Linked DNA regions of Mus musculus: region 2 is linked to region 1. Evidence: chromatin contacts called from public promoter capture Hi-C data. All regions are on one chromosome and are shown on one strand. The core of a region is the stretch at or near the end of the contact, and the rest is flanking DNA. Distances in the headings are between cores, read along the strand shown.

Evidence for each region. Promoter capture Hi-C pulls out the DNA fragments that hold promoters and counts their contacts.
Region 2: a promoter capture Hi-C map of hippocampal neurons shows a contact between it and region 1, with 6 times the contacts expected there. The contact joins the promoter of Rims2 here to the enhancer-like site in region 1. A contact is called at or near these places in 10 of 39 promoter capture datasets (the SN4741 cell line, embryonic stem cells, frontonasal cranial neural crest and 5 more), 2 of 15 datasets of contacts at CTCF or cohesin (the NIH/3T3 cell line and large pre-B cells), 3 of 484 Hi-C or Micro-C datasets (embryonic stem cells, nephron progenitors and stem cell-derived primordial germ cell-like cells), 28 of 115 datasets of contacts at active chromatin or transcription factors (PVALB interneurons, SST interneurons, VIP interneurons and 16 more) and 2 of 9 other capture datasets (embryonic stem cells and liver).

Annotation. Positions count from the first base shown.
Region 1 is chr15:38,678,186-38,684,941 of GRCm38.p6, reverse strand. It overlaps Atp6v1c1 (ATPase, H+ transporting, lysosomal V1 subunit C1), which reads right to left. Exons shown (of 13, transcript NM_025494.3): 6 at 5,531-5,622; 7 at 3,777-3,875; 8 at 1,933-2,001. Among named protein-coding and RNA genes, the nearest start is that of Atp6v1c1, 20 kb to the right of the region's middle. Within about 2 kb of position 2,186, at least 21 of the 459 cell types and tissues checked have an H3K27ac peak or open chromatin away from gene starts, as enhancers often do. A contact at or near this core is called in hippocampal neurons and liver, where this site is marked.
Region 2 is chr15:39,193,853-39,200,340 of GRCm38.p6, reverse strand. It overlaps Rims2 (regulating synaptic membrane exocytosis 2), which reads right to left and starts at 2,055. Exons shown (of 27, transcript NM_053271.2): 1 at 1,803-2,055. The coding sequence starts at 1,978.

The DNA of each region.
Region 1 (6,756 bases), core at 937-3,436:
AATGAACTGCCATGTGGGCACTGGGAATTGAACACAGGTCCACTGAAGAGCAGCCAATGTTCTTAACCACTGAGCCATCTCTCCAACCCTACTACCCATATCTAATTTACTTAGTTTGAGTAAAGGCTTGAAACAATAACTACCTCGGGGTAACTAAAATTTTAGTTAACCGAGATGAGGATCAGAGCAGGCTACTTGCCTACTATGTGCCAAGTTCTGGGTTTAACCCCCAACACCACACACCCAAAATGAAAAATGTTAGCTACAAGGCAAACAAAAATCTTTATCAAGCCAGAGTTCCTTCCTGAATAGTGGGTGCCAGAGCAGGGCCCTGAAGGCCTAGCTGGCTTGTGTGAACTATATGCTCTGCCCATTGCTACTTGGCTAGCTCTATGTTCTCCATGGACATTGATGCCAAATGCACTTTACACTGTGAGGTGGGGCTGGGGATCCAAAAGGCCATTAGGACAAGTACTGCCTGGATTTTACTATCCTTCCTTTAAATTATTAAAGTGATTAGCAAACAACCTAACTCTCTGAAATGGTATAAAGTCCTTTCAAAATCAGAGCTTATTCACTAACTTATGCAGTCCCCCACCCAACCCCGAAGCCTGACTTCTACATGTCTACCACTAGAGGACACTGTGCACTGAGCCTCACCCTCCTCCTGGATACCTGCTTCCAGAATACTGTGTTGACCTCTGAGCTCAAATGATGTAGAGAAGTTACTACTGGTCAGGATCGACGGCCCAAATGAGACTGCATGTTAAGATACAACCACTGTCTTCAGTTTGCCATGTGAAGAGTTGGCTTTAATAAAGGGTATTACTCCAAATACAGGGGGAAAATCACAATGAGCTCAGATTTGTGACTTATTTCTCAATACTTGTCAAATGTCAACGATACCTTATGTTTTATATACTCTATCACGTCTTAAACTAACTTCCTAACTTCTTTGACATTTGAGAAAAGACAGTGGGACCCAAAAGTTCAAAGACATACCCAGGCAAGCTAGAAGAAGAACCATCAATAGGGTCCATGATTTTCCATTATACCAAACTAACTCCTGTATGGCACAATGAGCTGGAAAAGAAAGTACTTCTGGCCTGAGCTTACGAAGTTCACTTTCTCACTGTCTTTGATACCTTCTCTTTAACAAGGCATGTCATGCAGCAATAACTGGCCACAGACTGGTGATATAGGTCACAAGCTACAAAACCATTGTCAACCCTGCCTTGCCTTGCCATTGGGCACTTGGAAACCATATGCTTTAGACCACCTAAACACAGCCTCCTATCCTATGTAGAAATTAGCTGGCTAAAGTGCCTCACAGCACTGCTGTAACTAATAAATAGACAATGCACATTAAACTCATAACTCAAAATGCTTACTAAAAAGGCAAGCATTCTGTGGCTTTTTAAAGACTATACAGATCTGGCCCCATCATCTACTCAAACAAAATTTGAAGGTTCACACATTCCAGGAGCTACCTGATATGACTCCTTTGCTAGGTAAATGAAGACTTAGTTCCTAGAGGAGACACAGCAACAGCGGATGGAAGCTTCAAGGAGGCAACAAGATGTAGCAGAAGCCCCATAGCTGGCCCTGGCCAAGCTCCTTAAACCCATGGCTGGCCCTGGCCCTGGCCCTGGCTCTGGCCCTGGCATCATCTTCCCGGTAAGTGTGGCTCTGGCCTCACCTTATAGTCCTCACACCTCCATCTATGAAAATGAGGGGTCAAGCCAGGTATGCCACTCCCTTCTAGATATGAAATGGTGATAACTAGAGTTGACAATTTATGAAGTAAAAACAAGGGCTCTAAAATTACAGATTTACTGCAAAGGAAACACAGACCACAAAGAGATTTCCTAATCCCACAAGCTGTTGGAAGACTTGTAGGAAACAAAGCACTGTTGCAAGATGGCTACTTACTTGCTTGACCTTGGTACTACCATTTCTGCGAGCGTTTCATACTGCTTAATCCAGTCATTGTGGTTCAGCCTGCAGAAAGGACACAGTAAACATCAGGAAGGACAGACAAGTCCCATTTCTGCCATGTCCAGGAAGAGAAAACATGGGACACATGGGAAATGTGGCTCCAATAAAGCACATCATATGTGTAGCAAAACATCAGTCTCCTACTGAGGGCGCCTCACAAACACGGAATGAAGCAAGAAGTCTGGACTGCCTCCCGCACAGCCAGGGACTGTTGCGACAGAGGCACAGCTTGGCTTGTTAACGTGGCAAAGCACAGTACAGATTCTACATTATTTTTAAACTGCATGGCTGGAAAACATTAATTTATACCTCATTTAAAAAAACAGAAGAGGCCATGGGAAATTACTACCATTTGGTGGCCATTACAAAAGGCTAACTAAAACCCTATTTTACAGAAAGCAGGGCGTACCTCAGGAAGTAGCGAGGACACAGTAACAATAAAGGAGACTGCCTCAGAACACTGTGCAACAGCTTTCTGGAAAGGCCACTGGCTTTGGGGGTGTGGAGAGATAAGTATGTGTGATTTACAGTAAAGGTTGGTAGACACAGGTAGCTGACTATGTAAAGTGATCTACAGGGGCTCTTGTTTACATCTTATGGTACAAAAAGCTGAAATTTTCTCAACACAATTTTAAAATAAAGCCAAGTAAGAAAAATATGGGCAAATATAAATAGGATTTTAAAATAAATATCATGTTCCAATGTTCTGGGAACAACTGTGCAAGAAAAGCATGGAGCAAAGCTTTGCACCCTGGGCACAGTGATGTATGTGTGCCTGTGACTCCAGTACTTGGGAAGTGAAGGCAGGAGCAGGGCAAGCCCCAAGCCAGTCAGACCATAGTGCCAGTTCAAGGACAGCCCTAAAGAAAAAAAAAACCAGAAAAATCCAAAAGCCTACACTCTGAGGAGAAATGCTCCAGTCAGGTACCATTAGGGAAACTGATTCCCTTACTATTCCTCTCCATCCTCCTCCAGGAGCCAGTGTTTCTCTTTTATTCCCAATTCCCTAACCAGATAAAATACAGAACAAAGAAGGTAGGCTTCATGCAGTGATATTCTAAAAAAACAATGCAGCCTGTCTCAGCTTAGAATCCCCAGAGATGTCAGCAGTGCAGGACCTGAGGCCACTGAACGTGTCTCTCCAACACAGGCTTTTACGCCCTTCTTTTGAAACAGGGCCTTACCATGTATCTGGCTGGCCTGGAATCTCTTGTGCAGCCTAGGCTAGCCTCAGCTCACAGAGATCTGTCTGCCTCAGCCTGCCCACTGCTGGGATTAAAGGTGTATGCCACACTGTGCAAGCCACCCACTCAGTTCTACTCTTTACTTTCTACTCTTTAGATTCTCCAAAACTACACATTGAGCAAACATTCATACAGAAGTCAAAGGGAGACCTCAAAGGGTTATTAGATCCAAAGGTGAGCAAACTATGTGCATTTGTGTTAGTAAGCACAGTGCTTTTACTTCGCCTGTTCACAGACTCTGCGGCTGCTTCAGCTCTAACAACCAATTGCCACGGTAAAGCACAGCAGTTGTTAAGAGTGGCAAAGCCAAAAAGACTGCCCAGCCCTTTATAGGGAAAAAACACATTCTTCACTTTCTGGGGTCTTTCTGTTGTTTTTTTTCCGAGACAGGGTTTTCTCTGTGTAGCCCTGGCTGTCCTGGCACTCACTCTGTAGACCAGGCTGGCCTCGAACTCACAGACATCCACCTGCCTCTGCCTCCCCAGTGCTGGCATTAAAGGTGAGTGCCACTATGGACTCTTGAAACAGACATACTTGGGAACTACCACCAGCAATGTGACAAGATACTCCGAATCAAGAACAAAGTCATCTTTCTTCACGATTTCCGCCAGGCTTCGCGTTAGCAAACTTCCCCTGAAGAGTAAGAAGAGAATCACTGGTGAGTACATGTCCAAATGCTTCTGTAACCCAAGGAAAGAAGGGCAGGGTGATCTCGTGGTAAATGCACCTCAGAGGCATCAGTCTTAGGAAACAGTTTTGCTCCATAAGAAGTCAACAGTTAGGGGCTGGAGAGCTGGCGACTCAATTCCCAACACCCACATGGTGGCTCAGCTACCAGGTATCTGACACCTTCTTCTGACCTCCAAGAAAGAGCCCTAGGCATGCACTTGGTCCACATACATACAATAATACACAGAAAATAAAAACTTTTAATTAAAAAAAAAATGTATATAAGAAGTCAATAGTTAGCCAGATGTATCCTATCCCTGCAACCCAAGAAGTGCCAATGCCTGTCAAAGTTTGACATCAATGTCCAACTCTGTGCTTATTTTAATTACCATAGCTCGGTTCTTCTCTTAATTACATATCCTGGCTGGGACAGTACGAGTTACCAGATACCAGAGTCTATTTCACTGTAATTATGAAATTATGTCATCTAAGCACAACCTCTGCTTTCTCTCTTTCCCCAGATATAATGTGATACTATTTGGTCTTCCATAACGAAAATGCCTGTCCTGTTTGTACCACAGACCATCTCCATCCAGCTTTCTCCTTGGATGATGATACAACTTTGAACAGCTATGTACTTAAAACTACACTTGGCGGCTAGAAAGATGGCTCAGTGGTTAAGAGCACTTGCTACACAACCATGCAGACCTGAGTTCAGATACCAGCATCCATGTAACAAGCTATGCACACCTATAACCCAAAGAAGTGGCTAACACCAGGAGGGAATCTGATGACTCCCCTGTTCTCCGCATGTACACACACAGACTCATGTGCAATTCTCTCAAATACACCACATACATACATACACACACACACACACACACACACACACGCACACACGCACACACGCACGCACAAGGAAACTACCAATAACAAAACAGCCTAAAACTACACTTGCAATAATACTGTAAGATCAACCAAATAAGATTCCAAGTTAATACTTTAAAAAATCTAAACCTAGAAACAGAGAAAGTAGAAAATAATCATTATAGCACAATTACATAAAAAAAAAACTTTGAACCAGCAAGTGATTGCTATGTAATAAATAAATTGATAAAATAATTAACTTTACACAAATTTCAGTAAAACATCAAATGCATTAAAGGAACTAAACCATAGCTCACGTGACAAGTCAATTTATAAACAGTTTAATAAACCAGCAAACACTGATTTCTTCTCATTGTTCAAATTCTGTAAAATTACTGAACTTTCTCTATGAAATACTTTAGAAATCATAAGAAGTATTTTCCATGTGTGTACACGTAAAGAAGTGTACGTATGGCACACATGCGGGAGCCTGCAGAGGTTAGAAGAAGAAATCCGGATCACCTAGATATGAAGTTACAGACAAGTGTCAGCTACACGCGAGTGCTGGGAGCCAACTCGGGCCCCCTGCAAGAGCAGCCAACACTCTAACTGCTGAGCCATCTATCCAGCTCCCCACAAATCATTCTGATTACAGAAACAGCACAAACTAGAACTTTCTAAACCCTAATGGTGTCCCGCACAACATGCATGCATGCACCACACACACACATTTAGCATCCACAAAGACTTACGCGTTCTTTCGCTCTAAATTCTGAAGATTCCCTTTCAGGTTATTGTATGCAGACGCCCGAGACTTTAGGTCATTATCGATCTGAGTCACTCCCTTCAAAAGAGAAGAAAAACGGGCAAGTTATTTCTAGGTTTGCCTCTACCAATATAATTTAAATATTTTCTGGCATAAAAATATATGATTTCATTAAAACTTTAAAAGGACATTTAAAAAATAATCAACTTCACTGCCTTTAACCCCACTTGAGAGGCAAAGGCAGTTTGATTTCTGTGAATTCTAGGACTGTCTGGTCTACAGAGTGAGTTCCAGGACAGCCAGGGCTTTACGGAGAAACCCTGTCTCAAAAAACAAACTAACGCAAAACAAAAACAAAACTTCATTATTAACAAATTTCCTATGAATCTTTTTTTCTTTTTTTTTTTTTTTTTTTTTTTTTTTTTGAGACAGGGTTTCTCTGTATAGCTCTGGCTGTCCTGGAACTCACTCTGTAGACCAGGCTGGCCTCGAACTCAGAAATCCGCCTGACTCTACCTCCTAAGTGATGGGATTAAAGGCATGCGCCACCACGCCCGGCTCCTATGAATCTTTTGTACTACATTAGTCCACGTAGTTCATTTACTTGCTATTGCCACATTACTTCCTAAATCAAGTGACCCAGCCCACTAGGTGGAAGATTACTAAACAAAAATCTTCTAAGGCTAGACATGACGGCACACACCTTTAATCCCAGCACTCAGGCGGCAGAGGTAGGAGAACCTGAGTTCAATGACAGTCAGGACTACTAGAGAGACCCTGTCTCAAAAGACAAAACAAAGGGGCTGGAGTGATGGCCCAAAAACTAAGAGCACTGGCTGGCTGCTCCTCTAGAGGACCCCAGTTTAATTCCTAGCACCCAAATGACAGCTCCCACCTGCCTTTGCCTCCAGTGTAAGGGGTTCTGACACCCTCACACAGGTGCAAGCAAAACACACCAATGCACGTACAATAAACATCGAAAAAAGTTTAAAAAAGGAAAAACCTAAAAAGTATTTCATGGCGCTCTCTCTCTCTCTCTCCCTCTCTCTCCCCCTCTCTCTCTCTCTCCCTCCTTCCCTCCCTCCCTCTCTCTCTGTGTGTGTGTGTGTGTGTGTGTATGTGTGTGTATGTGTATGTAGTGTAGCAGAATTTTCCCTGTCCAATCAATTTAAATATTAATACAAGAAGCATGTGACTGGACAGAGAAATGGG
Region 2 (6,488 bases), core at 806-3,305, 520 kb before region 1:
CCATATATTGAAACTGTGAATAAAAACTACATAAGATTAACTAGCCAATAAACACTATGCTTCAGTTTACTATAAATAAAACCCCATTTCCATTTAAATATGTAGGTCAAAGAAATAAAGCCATATTTTATTTGAGCATCATTTTGGCAACACTGATTTTCAGCAACTATATTAAGAAGTGTAAATTTATATATCTGAATATAAATCGTAATGATCAGAATCTTAGCACATACTAGTATATAGATTAAAGTTGAGCAAAGTTAGAGTATGCTCAAAAAGCTTTTTTAAAAACTATTTTTATTATTCCATAGTTTAAACTGATTAAATTTCTTAACTTTTTATTCCTATCCTATGACCATGAATAAGCCAAATTCCCTAGTAAATATTCAAACCTAAAAATTAGTATTGAAGCAATTCCTAATTGTTCTTTTATTATTTTGTGAGAACTTGTATCTTTTAAAGATATATATCTATTTGATATGTTTGTTACCATAGGTTATGTAAAATCTGCTTCACTAAAATGTGAGAAGATGTACATCTAGACAAGGTGTGTTTTCATTTGTAAAAAAAAAAAATACTGAATTCAACAACCTGTTTTCAAAATAAGTGGTGAAGGTCAGTAAGCTATTTCTTTTCAAGGAGGAAGTCAACGCTTTTAGTTGTGTGTTTCTATAGCGATTATGGGAAAGTGTATTCGGTGACATGCAAGAGAACTGCCCTCCCTCTCTTTAGGCATATACAGGTTAATTTTTATAGTGAGTAACGACTTGGACAAACATTAAAGGGTTACAGATCTTTACAGATCCAGACAATGACTTTCCAGAAGCAACCGAGATATAAAAAATCATAAAACATTTAAAAGCAAACCTGTAGAAACAATCTCAGCTACAGTGCTACACTGACAAGGAATCCCAAAGTAAAGGAAAACTCATTCTGGACAGTTCCCTGGTGCTGAAGTTACACCGCCTCTAAACCGATGCTTGGGTGCTACTTTCACGCCTCCCACCCTCGCCAAAACCCCGCTGGCTGGACTGTGAGCAAACATAGTAGAACTTCACAAGCAGGGAGCAACCCAAACTGCCACGATGGTAGGAAGTGGAGTCTCCTCGGGATCCTACAGATTTACTAGTTGCAAACAGGAAGAACAGCAGCAGAGTGCAGGGTGTTAGCACCCGCCGAGGGGGAGGGGCTGGAAGATGGCGGCGGCCGCACACCCACCCGAGACGAGACGAGACCGCGCTTAGGCCCCCTCGCCCGCCCCGCAGCCTTCCTGTCCGCTGCGACCGTGGGCAGCGCAGCTCCTCCCGGGGCTGGGGACGGAGCCGGCCCTCGCAGGCGCGGGACGAGCGACCCCGGTGGCACCGGCACCCCGGGCCTGGGCGCTTCACCCGGGTCCGGCCCGGGAGCACCTGTGCACGGCCATATTGGATTCCTTGCCCCAGTCACTGCCTCCGCGCGGGGGCGGCGGGAAAGGAAATGGGACGCGAGGAGCCAGGGTTCAGCCTCATCCCGGGAGCCGAAGTGGCCCGCGGGGAAAGCCGGAGGGCGCCGGGGAAACCGCCGCCTCCCCGAGCTCGCCACCGTCACCTCAGCCGGCCTCGGCGCCCTCCCTCCGCGACACACACCCCCGCGGCTGACAACTAGAAAGCGACCCTGGCGGCCGCGGGCCGCAGCCCTCGTGGCCCCCGCGCCACCGGCGGGGAGGAAAGGCGGCGATCCCCGGCGCGCGGGCGGTCGCGGGGAAGCGGCCGAGGGGGGCGGAGGGCAGGGAGGGAGGCGGGAAGATGGAGCCGGGTCCTTACTTGAGCACGGACTGCTCCTTCTCCTCTTCTTTCTTCTGACGATCCATGACAGCCAGGATGATTTTCCTCTCCTCTTCCGTGAGGTGGCTGAGGTCCGGCATCTCGGGCTGCGGAGGAGGTTGAGAGGCCGCCGGGGTGGGAGCCGGGCGGCCCCGGGGCCCGAGCGGAGCCGACATGTTTGGCGGAGCCGAACCACCCTAGGGAAGCAGGGAGGCAACTCCGCTGGCAGCCGCGGCTCGGGCGCGGGCGGCTGGGGCAGCCTCCGGGGCTGGGACAAATGCATACAAATCAATGGCCTTCAATCCGAGGCGACAGCCCCCCTCCCCCAGGAAAGAAGGCAGGGGGAGGGGAGGGCCGAGGGGGGAGGGCTGAGGAGTGCGCTCGGGGAAATGTTTCTTCTTCCCGGGGGCGAAGGGCTGCCAAGTGAGCGGTTCGCGGGAGCGAGGAGCTGGAGGCCCCGACGCCGAGTGCGCGGAGCGGCGGGGGAGGGCGGTGGAGTAAGGTGGCGGGGACGGCTGAGGGTGGGGTGACTGGAGGGAGGCGGCCGCGGGCCGGGGCGCGAGTGTCCGGCGCGGCGGCGGAGCGGAGCGGGAAGCGCTGCCCGCGAGCCCGACCCCTGGGGAGTCCCGGGAACTCGCCCCGAGCGCCCGGAGGCGGCGAGAGCGGCCGTCCCGCCGGCTGGCGCGTCACCGGGCTCCGGGGCTCCGCGAGGGAGGACCCCTCCGGGAACCACGAGGCGCGGGCTGCGGCAGGGGACCCCAGCCCCCACCCCGGCCCCAGACGGCCGATCTTCCGGCCCGCGGCCCGCGGCTGCCAACGCCCGGACCCAAGTGAGCTCGCGCGCGCCGCGGGGCCGGCCGCCCGCCGCGCCTCATCACGCGCCCGCCCGGGGTCCCGCCGCCGCCGCCCCCAGTGTCCGCGGAGTCGGCGCGGCGGGCCCGCTAGGTGCACTCGCCCGCGCCGCCTCTGCCTCGCCGACTCTTCCCGCCGGGCCCGTGTCCCCTGCGAACCGCCCAGGCCCGGACTCGGCCGACGCTCGCCCCGGACCCTGCTAACGGCTGGGGCGGGGCGGGGAGCTGTGAGGAGCAGGGCGGCGAGGGAGCGGGCGCCCCGGGGTGCGGGGCTGTGGGCGGTGGGGGCGGGAGGATCTCAGGTGGCTGGCGCCGAGCCTGAGGGACCGGGCGCCCCCCGAGCTGTCCCGGGCGGGGTACTGGACCCTGGACGAGGGAAGATCGGAGCAGGTGGGTGTCCCTGCGGTGTCAGCGGCCCGGGACTCGCAGCGGGGAAGAGCCTGAGGGAGTGGAAAGGACCTGGGCGGGAGTGCGGAAGTTCTGGAAAACTGGGTTGTCGGTACCCGCTGCACGGAGAGGTACAGAAGACAGGATGCTGGGGCGGTTTGCCCGAGGCGATTGGAAGGTGTAAGAGGGAAAGGGTCAGATCACGTCCCCGGAGGAATCGGGCCGTTCAGCCCCTTTCTGCCGGTCACTCTAATCTAGAGAAGAGTCGTTATTGGAGCGTTAGCCTGATTTTAGAAAGCCTGGAGACAGGCTCAGTCAAAGAACAGAAGAAAACCGACTCCAATAGGAGGGAGGTGGCCACCACCGGCGCGGGCTCTCAGAGAAGCCCAGCGCAGCCCAGACAGCTCTCCCTCGGGGCGGGGCGAGCCAGCTGAGGTGATCTGGATCACCCCCTCTTCCTCTTCCTGCCACTAGACAGGTGCTTGGTTAGCAAGGTTACAGTGTTCGTGCGTGTGTATGTACACACCCCTACCACGCCTTCCACACTCGCACTGCTTAGTACTAGGCCAGGTTATAGGCTGGTGAGTAAAACCTTCGGGGTTTGTATTGTATTTACGTGTAGTAAGCTCTCTCCCTCCTTTGTTCCCCAGGTACCATCTGACTAGTCTCAGTTTGAGAGAACTGGGAACAGACAAAGCGGCACTACATGTCTCTTGTGATTTCTAAGCTGAAATATCTATATTGTTTTTCTCCCATCCTTTGTAACTAGAAAGAAAAAAATGGAAACGTTTGCTTATGTTTTGTTTCATATTATTATTACTACTGTTCATTGCTACTACCATTCACCTGTTTTCAACCGGATTCATAATCCAAATTAGCTTTCACTGCTTTGTGCAAACCAAATGAGATCATATTAGCCCAATTGATTTAAGTGTTTTACAGTTGAAGAATTTTTATAAATCTCTAATCCAGCCTCATCAATAGGAAATTGAAGACCAAGATCAGAAGATGTATAAGTATGGTAAATAATAGAGCTGGAGCCAGACTCTAGAAACTAAGTATAATTTAAGACTATCATGCATGGTTTTTAAAGTTAAGACACGAAAACGTGGGTCACTTTAAAATACTTGAACCTAACCCTAGAGCAAATGGATCAGCTTCTAGAACTTAGACCTTAGTCGTGGATACACTTTGAAAATACCCCAGACCACTAATGTCTAGCAAAGGTTGGGGGCCATATATTCTAAGGAAGAAAACACTTCTAAAGAAAATTGAGTCTGTTACCTAAAATTCAAATGCTAAGTTTTATTATACACACACTCCTTTCTTGTCATGCATGGCTGTTACCAAACAGTTGGTATACGTACAGCTTTAACCTAGGAAACACAAACCGCCAGAACACGGTAAATCTCCCTTTAAATGAGACGATAGAACTATAAATACTAGTGTTCCACCTTATTTCTGTTTCCATTTTTAAAAATACCATCCTTCAAAACCCAGCCAACATCATCATCCCAACAGGATCAGAACCCAGAATACACAAACACTGCTGAGTCTGAAGATTCTGAGGTTAAAATAGCTTAGTTATTTCAAATATGTTAAATGTGAACTTGAAAGCAGTTATTCAGATTGGGGAAATGTGGGTTCATTTGCAGCAGACAGTCACCTTCTGGGACCTACATTATTTTCTGCCAGTCATACAGTGTTCTGAGGTCTGTTTCCCTGTCCCACCCCTTCGTCTCCCTGGACAAGACAGTGCCAGTACTTGAAACCTAGTAGGCATGAACCTGAATCTATGCCACAACTGATATAGGAGTGTGAATGGGCTGACTAGGATTCTCTGTTGTTTGGCGGTTTGTTGTTGCTGCTGCATATGTTTTATTCTGCTGTTGTAGTCTTTTGCTACAAGTGAGTTTTTCTTATTAAAGGAAATTCTTAGAAGTGGAAGTACATAAAATCAGCTGTCATTAGTCAAGTACCTTTACAAAGTGAAAGTTTGGCACTTTTATATCATACAGAGAGATATATACATGATGTATATCATATAGAGCTTTAAAATGGGTTGTAGCCTAGGTGATCTACTTTTAAAGTAGTCACTCAATTTAAGATAAGGTTGCTATGCTCATAATGAAATGAAATATTGTCACAAGGCTTGGTTTTCCCAAAATATGGATCTTAGAGATGTCCGTTTTATTCTAGTTTGTGTTTACCTGAAATGTTAGTCGTATCTTACTTTGTCATATATGGAATTCTATTTTGCTTGGACATATCTCTCAGTAGGTGAACACATTTGTAGTAGATTCAAAATGCAATGTTCTTGCTTAATTTTAGAAGTAACTGTCTGTTATTACTGAATTTGGGTTCCTGTAGGTTTATAACCCCTGTGAGTCTGTGAACTCTCATTTTGCATAATGATAAGAACTATTTATAATCTACTAGGTAAGTATTAGGAGGCATACCTGAAGTATAAAACTATAAAATAATCACATTCTTGTCATGTACTAAGGCCTCAGTATTCTGCCATGAAATCTGGATACCTCACAAGGATACCTCACAAGACTCAGAATCACTTCTGCTCTACTGTGGATAGATGGTTGTTAGTCTACAGCTTATCCCGACAGCTCTAGATGATTCTGTCTTGCAGCACTGCATGAGAAGCACTCTGGATTGTGTTATGTGGCTTGGTAGTTGGTCACTTGTTCTTGTTAGTTTTGTCAATTTGACACAAACCCTTCAGGTCTCCTGGGAAGAGAGAATCTCAACTAAGGAATTGCCTCTATCAAAATAAACTGTAAGAAGTGAGGGTGTGTTTTCTTGATTTATGATTGATATAGAAGGCCCAGGACATTATGGGAAATGATAGCCCTGGGCAGGAATTCTGGGTTTTATAAGAAAGCAAGCAGAGCCAACTAGTAAACAGCATTCCTCCATGGTGTCTGCTTTAGTTCCTGCCTCCTGGTTCCTGCTATGAGTTCTTGCCTTGGCTTCCCTGATGATAGTCTGTAACCCATAAGTCAAGTCTTAAAGTTGCTTTTGTCAGACTTTTATCATAGTAACAGAGACACAAACTAAAACAGAAATTGGTACCTGAAGTAGGATTTGAAGAGGCATAAGCTCAGGTCTTTAAATGCTTAATCCCAATTAGTAGTGCTGTTTGGGAAGGTTTAAGATGTACAGTCTTGCTGGGGGAAGTATATCACTGGAGGAAGTATATCACTGGGGGAAGTATATCACTGGAGGAAGTATATCACTGGAGGAAGTATATCACTGGGGGAAGTATATCACTGGAGGAAGTATATCACTGGAGGAAGTATATCACTGGAGGAAGTATATCACTGGAGGCTGCTTAGAGACTGTTTAGTCTCACCCTATCTCCACTGTGGTCTCTCTCTCTCTCTTTCTCTCTCTCTCTCTCTCTCTCTCTCTCTCTCTCTCTCTCTCTCTCTCC